2 separate regions of the Sus scrofa genome follow, and region 1 is linked to region 2. The links are chromatin contacts, called in public HiChIP or PLAC-seq maps. All regions are on one chromosome and are shown on one strand. The core of a region is the stretch at or near the end of the contact, and the rest is flanking DNA. Distances in the headings are between cores, read along the strand shown. Region 1 overlaps LAPTM4B (lysosomal-associated transmembrane protein 4B). Region 2 overlaps MATN2 (matrilin-2).

Region 1 (6,667 bases), core at 51-2,550, 220 kb after region 2:
GCGTTGCCGTGAGCTGTGGTGTGGGTTGCAGGTGCAGCTCGGATCCCGCGTTGCTGTGGCTCTGGCGTAGGCCGGTGGCCACAGCTCCGATTAGACCTCTAGCCTGGGAACCTCCATATGCTGTGGGAGCGGCCCTAGAAAAGGCAAAAGACAAAAAAAAAAAAAAAAAAATACACACTATTCCTCTCCAAGGTATTGTCTAGTGGGAAAGACAGTCAAATAAATGAGCTGTTGTTCCATTTAAAGTGAAAAGGAATTCTGCTACACTGGTGGCTGGGGCGAAGGGGCTGGCAGGTGAAAGCCTCCGCAGGAAGAGGATTTTCTTCCTCATACCACAAAGTAGCAGACTTCTGGAACTCTTTAGAGACCAAGATTACAGCTCATCCTTTGAGGTGGATTATAATTAACAGCCAGCGTTTTCAGTTGTAGAAGCTATAAATCCTCTAGGTTATACACTGGGCGAGATAAACATTAAGCAGTAAAATGGAAGTGCTGTCTTTTCTTTGTGCCCCACTTCAACCGGCCAATTTTAAAAATGTATTACGTTAGGAGTTCCCACTGCGGTGCACTGGGTTAAAAATCAGACTGCAGCAGCTCGGGTCACTACAGAGGGGAAGGTCGGACCCCCGGCCCAGGGCAGTGGATTAAAGGATCCGGCGTTGCCACAGCTGCAGCTCGAATTCAATGCCTGGCCCAGGGTGCAGCCATAAAAAAAATTTTTTTTTTAATTTTTTGTAATGTGTTATTGGGAGTCCCCCCACCCCACCCCAAATGCATTCAATGAGGTCCTTCTCATTCACCCTGCAGCTCACAGTGCCACCCTTCCAGCATGTCTTCCCCATGGCTAACAGATTAAATCAAGAAATCACCACCGCCACGCACGGCTGTATATTACTGAAGCGGGTCTGCCTCCGGGGTGGGGTGCGATTGTTATTACACCATTCTACAGATGCGAACTCTTGGACTTCAGGGGGAACCGGCACCAGGTCACAGAGTATTCAGCTGAAAATCAATCACGGGTCCTCTGATTACAAATGCCACACATGCTCTTTCCGGCAACCCAGGTTCTGTCCCAGAAGCCGCCACACCCGGTTCCCAAGTCCTGGCGACTCTGCTGACCAATCCCCTGGCAGCAGGCTTGCAATTCTTTTCAAGGGAGTGTCCTAGACAGCAGCTTGCAATGTGACAGGAGGCTGGCAGCGATATGAAACCCGACTGGCAAGCCCAGCAGAAGCAATCCCAGCTTCCCTGGACAGACTTGGGTCGGGCTGACCTTCAGCCTCAGGCCGAGGCACCACTCCACCCTCAGAATAATGAGAACGATGCCTGGACAGTGGACCGAAGGCCAAGGACGGTCCTCTAGCAGAGGCCAGAAAGAGGGCTGTCCAAAAAGCCACTGGGAGACTTGGGAGTGGGGAGGGCGTGAACGGGGAGAACAACTGTGTTCCCTTTTCTGGCTGAAAGAACACTGGCTCTCTGGATATAAAGAGATAGGCCTCCCCTGGGGCCGAGTTTGGAATGGCCTATGGAGGCCTCAACTTTGTGCCAAAAGGATCAAGTATTAGAGGGCCAGAAAGCTGAATGTGGAAGAGAGAAAACACGAAGTGCAAAACGGCTAAATTAATTTTTCAGTGCAGCCAAATTGGTGTTCTTTGTGTGCCGATATATTCCATTTATTAGGTCTGTTCCTCCTTATTTGTTTTGTTTTTTTTTTTTTGTCTTTTTGCCATTTCTTGGGCCACTCCCGCGGCATATGGAGGTTCCCAGGCTAGGGGTCGAATCGGAGCTGTAGCCACCGGCCTACGCCAGAGCCACAGCAACACGGGATCCGAGCCGCGTCTGCAACCTACACCACAGCTCATGGCAATGCCGGATCGTTAACCCACTGAGCAAGGGCAGGGATGGAACCCGCAACCTCATGGTTCCTAGTCGGATTCGTTAACCACTGCGCCACGACGGGAACTCCTATCCCTCCTTATTTGTAACCATCCTACTGCAATGACTAGGATTACCATTAAAAAAAAAAAAAAAAAAGGCATTCCCATCTTGGCTCAGTGGTTAACAAATCCAACTAGGAACCATGAGGTTGCAGATTCGATCCCTGGCCTTGCTCAGTGGGTTATGGATCCGGCATTGCTGTGAGCTGTGGTGTAGGTTGCAGATGTGGCTCGGATCCAGTGTTGCTGTGGCTACAACTCCGATTCGACCCTCTAGCCTGGGAACCTCCATATGCTGTGAGAGCAGCCCTAGAAAAGGCAAAAAGACAAAAAAAAAAATAATAATAATAATAATAATAACACTTTGAAAGACTGTTTATAAAGTGATTAGATTTCTTACTTCCTCTTTAGCTTCAATACATAAAAGAATACTTTATTCCTACAGCTATTCTCCAAAGACAGAAGAGAAACTAATAAAACAGAATGTCTTTACTGACGAAAGTTAAGAGGCAATAACGGACTTAACCATTAGAATGTAATTTTGTGTTCCACTCAACAGTGTGGCTACACTGAACTTTAGAGTGAAATTTTTTTCCTACAAAGCAGCGACACATAATATAATACGATAAGGTGTGTGATGTAAACATTCATTACTGTGAATCTAGGTATTAGAACTTTCTTGAAAGGTGATGTTAATATCTGACATTTTACTTTTTTTTTTTTTTTTTTTTTTTTTAAGGGCCACACTTGCAGCGTATGGAGGTTCCCAGGCTAAGGGATCAGAGCTACAGCCGCCAGCCTACACCACAGCCATGGCAACGCCAGATCCTTAACCCACTGAGTGAAGCCAGGGATTGAACCTGCAACCTCATGGTTCCTAGCTGGATTCGTTTCCACTGCACCAAGTTGGGAAGTCCTGACATTTTACTTTTAGTTAAAAGGAAAGAGTCTTAGATTTCTTAAAAAGCAAACAGCCTCTGAAGATCATTGTTCTTAAGCTATCCTCGAAGTAAACTAATGAAAAGATTATCCAGTAAATTATCATCCCTAGTGTAAATACATAAATAGCTAAGATCCTACTCCTGTTTACATACCTTAGAACAAATATTATCTGAGAGACTTCCACTTAGTTTCTAAACAGCTAGTAAGGAAAAAACAAAAACTAGGCAAAGAAATATTCTCAGGTAAATAAAAGAATCAAAGAAAGCACCTATTCAAATTTAAACATTTTCGTAAAAGCTCTGTAGTGTTTCTGCTATTAAAGTGTGTTCCTTTGAGTCTATACTTTGAGTCTTTATCACCAAGCCTTCAGTTACTTGTTCTGTTCCATACCTTTCGAAGGAATAAAAATGGTCAAAAGTTTTAACTACAAAGGCAAGATTCTAAGAAAAGGCAATTAGCAAAAAGAAATGTATGAATCCACAAACCGCTGCCACCAAAAGTGTTATCAGCAGACCTTCAGCTTCAGTGTCATCCCAGCAAGTTACTAAGGCAGAACCAAGAGACCAGCTCCAGACCTAATGAATGAGACCAACTCCAGACTTAATGCATGAAAAGCAAAGGTCAACAAGACTGACAACTGACTTCTCAGCAGAAAAGCAGTAATCAAAAGAGAATGGAAGGACAGCTTCAAAGTGTTACACAAGACAATAACTGTGAACCAAGGATTGAGACAACTTTCAAGAATGCAAGCCAGGAGCTCCCGTCGTGGCGCAGTGGTTAACGAATCCGACTAGGAACCATGAGGTTTCGGGTTCCATCCCTGCCCTTGCTCAGTGGGTTAATGATCCCACGTTGCCGAGAGCTGTGGTGTAGGTTGCAGACGTGGCTCGGATCCCGCGTTGCTATGGCTCTGGCATAGGCTGGCAGCTACAGCTCTGATTGGACCCCTAGCCTGGCAACCTCCATATGCCACAGGAGCAGCCCAAGAAATGGCAAAAAGACCAAAAAAAAAAAAAAAAAAAAAAAGAATGCAAGCCAAATAAAGTTATTTTCAGAGAACAACTGTCAGGGAGTTCCTGTTGTGCCGCAGCAGAAACGAATCCGACTAGGAACCGTGAGGTTGCAGCTTCGATCCCTGGCCTTGCTCAGTGGGTTAAGGATCTGGCGTTGCCGTGAGCTGTAGTGTAGGCTGCAGATGCAGCTTGGATCTGGCGTTGCTGTGGCTGTGGTGTAAGCCAACAGCTACAGCTCCAATTAGACCCCTAGCCTGGGAACCTCCATAGGCTGTGGGTGCGGCCGTAAAAAGACAAAAAAAAAAGACAAAGAACAACTGTCAGAATTCCACCAACAGATCTCACTAAAGGAAATTTTTAAATATGTACATCAGACAGAAGGACAGTGATCCTGGACAGTAGGTCTGAGGTGAAAAAGAAAATGACAGATCATGGACTTTCCACATTCTGGGTATTAAAATATCCATTTTTCTGGAGTTCCCTGGGGGCCTAGCAGTTGAGGATCCAGCATTGTCACTGCTGTGCTCAGGCTACTGCTGTGGCAAAGGTTTGATCCCTGGCCTAGGAACTTTGACATGATGCAGATGTGGCCCTCCCCCCAAAAAAATCCATTTTAAAATAAAAACATTTATAATGACTGCAAAAAAGAGAGAAAATAATGAACAAAGAAATGTAAACAGGTGGATATTTCTAAGTAAACATTGATCATATAGATCAATGTCTTAGGGAGCTTTTTAAAAAGACACTAAAATACAAAGAAATAAATGACTGCAGTCAAGGAACTCACATTTTTCAAAAGAAAGACAAAAAATATCATTAAGTATAGGGAGTTCCCGTCTTGACGCAGTGGAAACGAATCCGACTAGGAACCATGAGGTTGCGGGTTCGATCCCTGGCCTTGATCAATGGGTTAAGGATTCAGCAATGCCATGAGCTGTGGTGTGGGTCACAGACGTGGCTTGGATCCCTCGTTGCTAGGGTTGTGGCATAGGCCAGTGGCTACAGCTCTGATCAGACCCCTAGCCTGGGAACTTCCATATACCGCGGGTGCAGCCCTAGAAAAGACAAAAAAATATATACATATACAGACTTTAATAAGCGCACGTTAAAATTTCTTGAGTGAACCACTTAAAATAATAGAAATAAAAAACAGCAGGAAGGCAAAAAAAAAAAAAATGGATAAGAAAAAACTCTGATAACACAATACGTGGCAACAAAGGAGAGAAAAACAAACAATGAGCAAAGTAAGTTGCAATATATTAATCACTGTTAATGTTAAGTGGGCTGATTTCTCCAGTTAAGGACAAAAGATTGCCAAGCTCCCGACATGGCCACTAGTCCCCACATTCCCATATGCCTTTTTTTTTTTTTCTTTTGGTTCTTTTATTTTAGGGCTGCCGTGCTGCATAGAGAAGTTCCCGGGCTAGAGGTCCAATAGGAGCGACAGATACCAGCCTACACTACAGCCACAGCAATGCCAGATTCAAGCTGCATCTGTGAACCACATCACAGCCACAGCAACACCAGATCCAAGCTGCATCTGCAACCTACACCATAGCTCGCAGCAATGCCAGACCCTCAACCCACTGAGCGAGGCCAGGGATCAAACCTGCGTCCTCATGGATTCCAGTCAGATTCATTTCTGCTGAGCCACAACAGGGAACTCCAACTCCCATACACCTTAGCACACTGCCCCACATTCTCCTTCGCGGCACTTATCACAATTATGTTCCAATATTTACTTGTGTGACTACTAATCAATATGTATGAATTACTGCTCATTTCCTCTACTAGACCATAGATTCCATGTGCACAAGGATAGGGTCTGCTTTGAATCACCACTGTACTGCCAGCACCTGGCACAGTTCTTACACCCAGGAAGTTCTCAGTCTGTCAAAAGGAGGAGGAATGAAGAAGGCAGGAGGGAAGAAAGAAACCGGATTAAGCATCAAGGTTCCTTCTAGGCTTAAATTTTCTACAATTATTTTCTTTGGAGATGGGCAGTCCTTAAGCCGAAGCACAGCTATAGTTTTCTGACCTATAAGCTAGCTACGTTTTATGTCTTACGTGGATGACTGTGTGTTTCCACTGAAAATGCTATTCTTGTATCCTTCATTTTAATCTTAAAAAACTTTTCAACTATCAATTAAAAACTCCATTAATGCAGCACCCCTTGGGGAAAATGCATTTGCATTTGAATACACATAGTGGTATCCAGAGTTCCGTTTCAGGACTTGTTTCAATTGTTTGCTTTGTCTTTTTTTTTTTTTTTTTGGTCTTTTTGCTATTTCTTGGAGGTTCCCAGGCTAGGGGTCTAATCGGAGCTGTAGCCACAGGCCTACGCCAGAGCCACAGCAACGCGGGATCCGAGCTGAGTTCGCAACCTACACCACAGCTCACGGCAATGCCGGATCGTTAACCCACTAAGCAAGGGCAGGGATTGAACCCGCAACCTCATGGTTCCTAGTCAGATTTGTTAACCACTGCGCCACGATGGGAACTCCTGCTTTGTCTTTCTAGGGCCGCTCCTGCAGCATATGGAGGTTCCCAGGCAAGGGGTCAAATTGGAGCTGTAGCTGCGGGCCTATGCCAGAGCCACAGCAACGCCGAATCGGAGCCGTGTCTGTGACCTACACCACAGCTCATGGTGAGGCCAGATCCTTAACGTATTCGTTGTATTTGTTTCTGCTGTACCACGACAGAAACTCCCTAGGTGGAGGTTTCATCACCAGCACTGTGTTTGTGTTCTGGCCTGCTGGAAGGGAGAAGGGCCAC
Region 2 (7,024 bases), core at 4,484-6,983:
AGGCCAGGGATTGAACCCGCAACCTCATGGTTCCTAGTCGGATTTGTTTCCGCTGTGCCGCGACAGGAACTCCTTATCCATCTTTAATATTCTTCTTCCCTGAGAAACTTTAAACTCTGTCAGGGCAGGATATCAACCTGCATCAACCCCAGGAATGCCAGACACCCGGCGCAATATGGCCAGCACAATGCAGGTGTGTGGTAATACTAAGTATCAATGAACCAAGAGCTGAAGGAAGTACCTTGACTCAATCCAGAGAGGAGAGTGCGGACAGACTCAACTGGGAACCATCACTTATGTGAAATGGATAAGCGGACTTATGAGAAATCTCAGGATGCCGGAAGAAAACATTTTGCCTCTAAAAGAGACATCCTTTTTTTTTTTTTTTTAACACACATGGAAGCAGGTCTGCACACTGATCAAACCCTCATCGTGAATGGGATCTGCGATTTGTGATCAAGATGATCACAAGATTTAGGCCATAGCTCAGGGTTTTTTGGGCCCATGTCTAACAGCCCCACACACTGACTGACACAGTCTGTGCTCCTCACATCTGGATTCTACATCTGGTGACTCATGGACGTCTGTGGCGCGGCCATCACGGACGGAGTAATGTGTTCCAAGGACTTGCACCTCTGCGGCGATGACAGACAGCAATCCCGTGTCTGGGGCTCCACGTAGGAGGTTGTTAAAACCAACCCCAGGCCCAGAGGGAGAAAGCCACAGCGGCCGCCTGCCAAGAGGGTAACCAAGGCTGAGAGAGAGAATTACACTGCTTACTGGCCTTTTTTTTTTTTTTTTTTTTTTGGTTGTTTTGCCTTTTCCTGGGCCGCACCCGTTGCATATGGAGGTTCCCAGGCTAGGGGTCTAACCGGAGCTGTAGCCACCAGCCTACACCAGAGCCACAGCAACACAGGATCCAAGCTGAGTCTGCCACCCACACCACAGCTCATGGCAATGCCGGATCCTTAACCCACTGAGCAAGGCCAGGGATCGAACCCGAAACCTCATGGTTCCTAGTCGGATTCGTTAACCACTGCGCCATGACGGAATTCCTGGATTTTTTTTTTTTTTAATATATAATAAAACTAGGAGCAGTCATTTGGTTGCTAACGCTGTGTAGGCTTTTTTCACAGACAGACCAGAAGCAGCAGAACTGAGACGGACTTTCAGAGGGCATCTCACTCACACTGGGCGAGAGATCAAGTCAGGGGACCCCAGTTCTCGTCCAGATTCTGTCACTGACCCCGAGGGCCAGCTTGGGCGCAACAGTCTCCTCCTTGTGGCCGTTTCCCACAAGAGAAAGGAAAGATCTCTAAGCTTCCTTCTGCTCCATTAAACTTCAGAGGTGAATACACGAGGGTAAAGGGGGGTTTTCCCCACACTCTCTGCTATGGACTGAACTGTGTTCCTTCTCCAATTCATATAGATATATTTTAGGGCCACATCTGCAGCATATGGAGGTTCCCAGGCTAGGGGCTGAATGAGAGCTGCAGCTGCCAGCCTACACCACAGCCACAGCCTCGCAGGATCTGAGCCTCATCTGCAACCTGCACCACAGCTCATGGCAATGCTGGATCCTTAACCCAGTGAGTGAGGCCAGGGATGGAACCCGCATCCTCATGGACACTAGTTGGGTTCATAACCCACTGAGCCACGATGGGAACATGCGCTCATGCATGCTCTCTCTCTATATATATATAGTGTCCTCACCAGGGCATGCACGAAGTTCCTGGGCCAGGGACTGAACCCAAGCCACAGCAGTGACAACACAGGATCTTTAACCCTTAGGCTACCAGGCAACTTCCCCAAATTCATATGTTGAAGCTTGAACTTCCAATGTGCTGGTATTTGGAGATGGGGCCTTTGGCAGGTGATTAGGGTTAGATGTGGACATGAGGGTGGGGCCTGCATGATGGGATTAGTGCCCTTACAAGAACAGACACAAGGGAGCTTATTCTGGGAGTTCCTGCTGTGGCTCAGTGGTAATGAGTCCCATGAGTGGAGGGAAGTAAGATCATAACAAGAGTGCCTTTGGGTTTAGGGCAGCTTACTAGTTCCCAAAGCCCTTCACCGCACATCTCTCCCTGCGCCACCAGGGGATCATGAGAGAGACAGTGTACACATGATCATTCCTAGTGTACAGATGAACAATCAGATCCAGAGAGGTCAATTCCCTTGTCTAGCATGGAAGCCACAAGATTTTTTTTTTTATGTCTTTTTAGGGCCACGCCCACAGCATATGGAGGTTCCCAGGCCAGGAGTCGAATTCAAGCTGCAGCTGCTGGCCTATGCCAGAGCCATAATAACTCAGGATCTGAGCTGTGTCTGTGACCTACACCACAGCTCACACCAATGCTGGATCCTTAATCCACTGAGCAAGGTCAGGGATCAAACCTGAATCCTCATGGATACTAGTCAGGTTCATTACTGCTGAGCCACAGCAGGAACTCCAGAAGCCATAAGATTTAAACTCAGTCTCCAAGCTCTCAGCTCAGTGTTCTTTCTACTCTCCCACACTGGTTCTAGATCTGTGCGCAGACTGCAACAGGGTGAGGCAGGGCCACCAGAGGTCCTGAGGGGTGAAGCCGAGGGGCTCCTAGCAGGTGAGGAGGGCAGGGAGTTCCCTGTGGAGGTGATGCTGACTCCGGGCTGGGTTTCCACCAGCTGGGGAGGGACAGGGAGGGTGTCCTAAGTGGAGACAGGATGGGCTGGAGGGATGGGGCCTGCTCAGGGAACAGGGGAGCTGCCCCCACCCCTGAAGAATGGGAGGGAGCAGGGAAGACCTGGTGGGGGGTGTTCAGGAGGTGTAGGAAAGGGGTCTCCACCATTGCCACATCCAGGCGCTTGATTGGAAACTGTGTTGGAGAAACCGTGGAGAGTCACTGGAGGTTACTGAGCAGGGGGTGGACCCTGTGTCAGGTGCCGCAGGATGAAAAGACAGGTGGTCTCTGCCCATACACTCTCACTCATTGAACTTTACGGAGAATCTCCTGTGGGCCAGGCCTGGAACTCAGGCTCCAAATAAGACCCGGTTTCTGACCTCCAGGAGCTTGCAGGCCAGTGGACCATGTGCTCCATGCACACCTAGCCTATGGGGCTTTTCCTGGTGCTGGGATTTCCTTGTCGTGGGCCTATCTGGGGGAACTTTCCAGTGGCTGGAGAGGGGAGAGGCGTCCCAGCTACAGCTCAGAGTAGAGACTCCCCCATCCACCTCCTCACCTTACCCCCTGGTCTGGGGAACAACCCTCCAAGGCAAGGAAAGTGCCTATGAGCAATCACAGCCTGGGGGCCAGGGGAAGAGGAAGGGAGGATGGGCTTCATTCCAGAGGTCAGGGAGCCCAAGATGCCTGCAGGGGATAACAGTGACCACTTCCTTCCAGGGCCCTAGGAACCTGGGCCTGCTCGCCATGATTCAGAGAACCTTCTAGAATGCGAGTTAAGTGTTCTTTGGGCCACCTGCCATCAAGGTTCTCAGGGGGAGGCCAAGGACACCCTTATCTGCTGAACCCTCACTGGCTCCCCACCCATAGCCCAACACGCTTTATGGAAAAGGTGCAGCCATGGCCACAAGCTCTTTGTCATCTGGCACAGAGCTGGGAAACATACATCCTAACCCCAGTTAACTCTGGCCACATGGAAAACACAGCCCATTATCCCAGGACAGGGCAGCCAGAGTGAACCATCCTGAGACAGAAAGTCTTCAATTCAAATCTGATGGGACTAGCTCAGCAGTATGCATCAGACGGCGGGTAAAATGCATCAAGTACATACCACCATTGCCGAGGACAGGACAATTCTAACCCATCATCTCCCATCTCATATAGACACACCACATATAAACATCCACACATCAAGATTCACTTCTAAGGGCATTGTGGAACATTTACTCGTATGAATGATATCGCTGTACCATTAGTTACTGCAGGACTATAAATGAGGAAATGGTCAACCTTTAAAAGCGTCAGTGGACATGGGGAGGGAGAGAGAAGGGCACTTGACTGTAAGGAGACGGGTAGCATTTGTTTGGAGGGGCCATGAGAATTTCTTAGAAGTCCTGTAACCACCTTAACAGTCAGCTCTTGGTTATCATAGCAAGGTGGAGAACAAAAGAAAGGCATGAATAATCTGAGATGATGAGAATTAAAACAAACCAATTAAAAAGCATGCCTCTGACTTTGGCACGCAGTTAAATGTACATGCAATCCGACACACGCAACCTTTTCCTGCAGCCCCAGTGCCCAGCCCAGCCCTGTGCTGGCTGGAGACACAGGCTGGGAGGCAGCTAGGCAGACAGCCGCAAGCCAGCCAAAAACTCAAGACTCCATCCCAAACGGGGGAAACATTTTCTCACAGGCCACAATTAGAGAGGCACAGCTCACCTGCCCAAGTGAAAAAAATGATATAAAAAGATGGGGGGAGGGAAGGATTGGGAGTTGGGATTAGCAGATCCAGGCTAGTCTATACAGGACAGATAAACAACTAGGTCTTACTATAAAGTACAGGGAGTACATTCAATATCCTTCCATAAGCCATAATGGAAAAGAAAATGAAAAAGAGTATCTATGTGTGTATAACTGAGTCACTTCGCTGTGCAGCAGAAATTAACACAACATTGTAAATCAACTACGCCTCAATAGAATTTAAAAAAAAACCTTTTTTTTAAATTAAAAAAAGATGGACATATTAGGTTGTGGCCACAATCGTACCAGTGGTCAGGGAACTCGGCCCTATAACCAAAACCACCAGCAAGATGGGGAAGGTACATTCTTTTTTTTTTTTTTTTTTTTGTCTTCTTGTCTTTTCTAGGGCCGCACCAGGGGCATATGGAGGTTCCCAGGCTCGGGGTCAAATCAAAGCTGTATCTGCTGACCACCACCACAGCCACATCCCAGCCGCATCTTCAACCTACACCACAGCTCATGGCAATGCCAGATCCTTAACCAACTGAGTGAGGCCAGGGATTGAACCTGCATCCTCATTTACTCGTACTGTTATGACTTGTTCACCACTCTGGGGGCTACCCTCTTCTGCCAGATCGGTGGAAGAGAAGACAGAGCCAAAACCAGGCTCTGTCCAGCTCCAAAATGAGGTGAGGCAGAAAGGCAGGGAGAGAGAGGGAAAAGCCATCTCAGGGAGTGGGGAACGAACTCAGGGAAGGGGAGCAGCAGCCACGAGGCGAAATCGCCTGGGAGAGGCCTTTAGGCACATTCACAGCCGCCCAGCGAAACCCCGGGGAGCAAACCCACCGGCAGTCCCCCCGCCCACAATTGCCAGTGCCAAGTGCCGCTCGTCTCCCGACCTCGGAACACTCACTGGCACAGGTCTTGCCATCACTGCGGAGCACATGCCCCTCAGGACACTGGCAGGCGAAGGATCTGTCCGTGTTGACGCAGGAGTATTCGCAACCGTGGTCGCTCAGCAGGCAGTAATCCACCCCTGCAAAACCCAACAGCCAGGTGAGACGCCCCGAGGCTCCAGGGCTACTGAGGTTGGGAATCCAGGGATCATCGTGCTTTTCCCCACCCTGCCCGCACCCCCGCCCCTACCTCCCCCCACCGGGAAGGCACGCAGCCCCTAGCCGCAGAGGGGGTCCTCCTGGCCTCTGCAGTCGTCGCATTTTTCACGCTGGTTGCAAACCTTTCCCCTTTTTCCCTCTAAGGGAAGCACGAAGGGGACTCACGGGAGCAGGTCTTGAGGTCCTCGTTGATGAGGAAGCCTTCCGAGCACTGGCACACGAAGGAGTCCTCGGTGTTCAGACACAGCTGCTCGCAGCCGTGGTCTTGCTCCGCGCAGTGATCCACCCCTGCGGCGATCACACACCAAAACGTACAGTAACCAAGGGGCGACGTCCACTGGCGGCGGATTAAAACACAAAAGCACCTTGCAGGAAACCCCTGCTGAGCTATTTCAATTCATTCGTGTGGAGAAGAGCTGTGTGGAGAGTGTCATTCTACCCTGTGCCCTTAGCTTTGTTTGTTTGGAAAATCAGCCCTGTGTTTGTTTTTCTTCTCACTTCGCTGAAGAAGAATGTTGGTGGGAAGGACAGCAGCCCGCTGCGCCAGGGAGGGGCCCCGTCACCCGCAATTCTAGGACAAGGCTGAGAGCAGGTGCCATCCCCATCTCACGGGGAGGAAAGCCAGGCTCCGGGAGGTCAAGCCGCTGCCTCAAGCTGCTCAGCTGATGGGCGCGGTGCCTCGGAATGAGGGCTCCACATGGAATTTACCCAGGTTGGAATCCCACCTCCAAGCCTTCCCAGCCAGGAGATGCTTGGGTGGTGTGTCTGGCCTCTCTGCCATCCCTTCCTGACTTGAGAAGCGGGGGTGAAGACCTCTTTTTAGAGGAACGTGATGAGAGTAGCTGATTGACTTAAAGCCCTCCAAACGGCTGGCAATACAGTGATCACCCCATGAACTCTTCTTATTAAGTATGTTGCTAGGCAAGAATTAATTGTATAGTTTCGATCTCTCTGAAAGTGAAAAAGTTTTGTTATCCCCCATAACCAGGACACCCAGATTCAAAAAACAAACCAAAGCCCAGGCCTGCGTGTGTGGTCGATCCTGGCACCTGAGCACTGCACAGCTGGCCCCGCTAGGGTAACAGACACACAGCTGTGGTGTGCAGCTCCCACAGGGACAGCCCTGCAGGCTGCCTCCCAGATTTCCTTGATGGAGAAAATGCACAGCCAGAGACTGGAGAGAACTGGAGGCCTTGTGTAGGGCCATCAGGTGGGCCTCTTTGACTCCCACAGGGCATGGGACTGGTGCCTTCCAGAACATTCCATCAGTGGATGTGCCCATGACAAACAACTTCAGAATCTCGGGAGCCAGAGGCCAGTGTTCACATCTCAGTTCCATCATTTACCAGTCATGTGACTTCGGGGAACTAACTTTATCTTTTTGTGCCACAGTTCCCCCCCCTTTTTTTCAATTTTTTTTTTTTTTTCAATTTTTTTTTTTTGCTTTTTTAGGGCCACACCTATATGGAAGTTCTCAGGCTAGGGACTGAATTGGAGCTACAGCTG

Evidence for each region. HiChIP or PLAC-seq counts read pairs in DNA pulled down with a chosen protein or histone mark.
Region 1: an H3K27ac HiChIP or PLAC-seq map of skeletal muscle shows a contact between it and region 2, with 2.1 times the contacts expected there. The contact joins two enhancer-like sites. A contact is called at or near these places in 1 of 47 Hi-C or Micro-C datasets (fibroblasts) and 1 of 2 datasets of contacts at active chromatin or transcription factors (skeletal muscle).

Annotation. Positions count from the first base shown.
Region 1 is chr4:38,996,346-39,003,012 of Sscrofa11.1, forward strand. All of the region lies in intron 1 of LAPTM4B (lysosomal-associated transmembrane protein 4B), which reads right to left. Among named protein-coding and RNA genes, the nearest start is that of LAPTM4B, 16 kb to the right of the region's middle. Within about 2 kb of position 1,301, at least 32 of the 83 cell types and tissues checked have an H3K27ac peak or open chromatin away from gene starts, as enhancers often do. A contact at or near this core is called in skeletal muscle, where this site is marked.
Region 2 is chr4:38,769,353-38,776,376 of Sscrofa11.1, forward strand. MATN2 (matrilin-2) reads right to left here. Exons shown (of 19, transcript XM_021089066.1): 9 at 5,684-5,806; 10 at 5,317-5,439. Among named protein-coding and RNA genes, the nearest start is that of RPL30, 56 kb to the left of the region's middle. Within about 2 kb of position 5,734, at least 7 of the 83 cell types and tissues checked have an H3K27ac peak or open chromatin away from gene starts, as enhancers often do. A contact at or near this core is called in skeletal muscle, where this site is marked.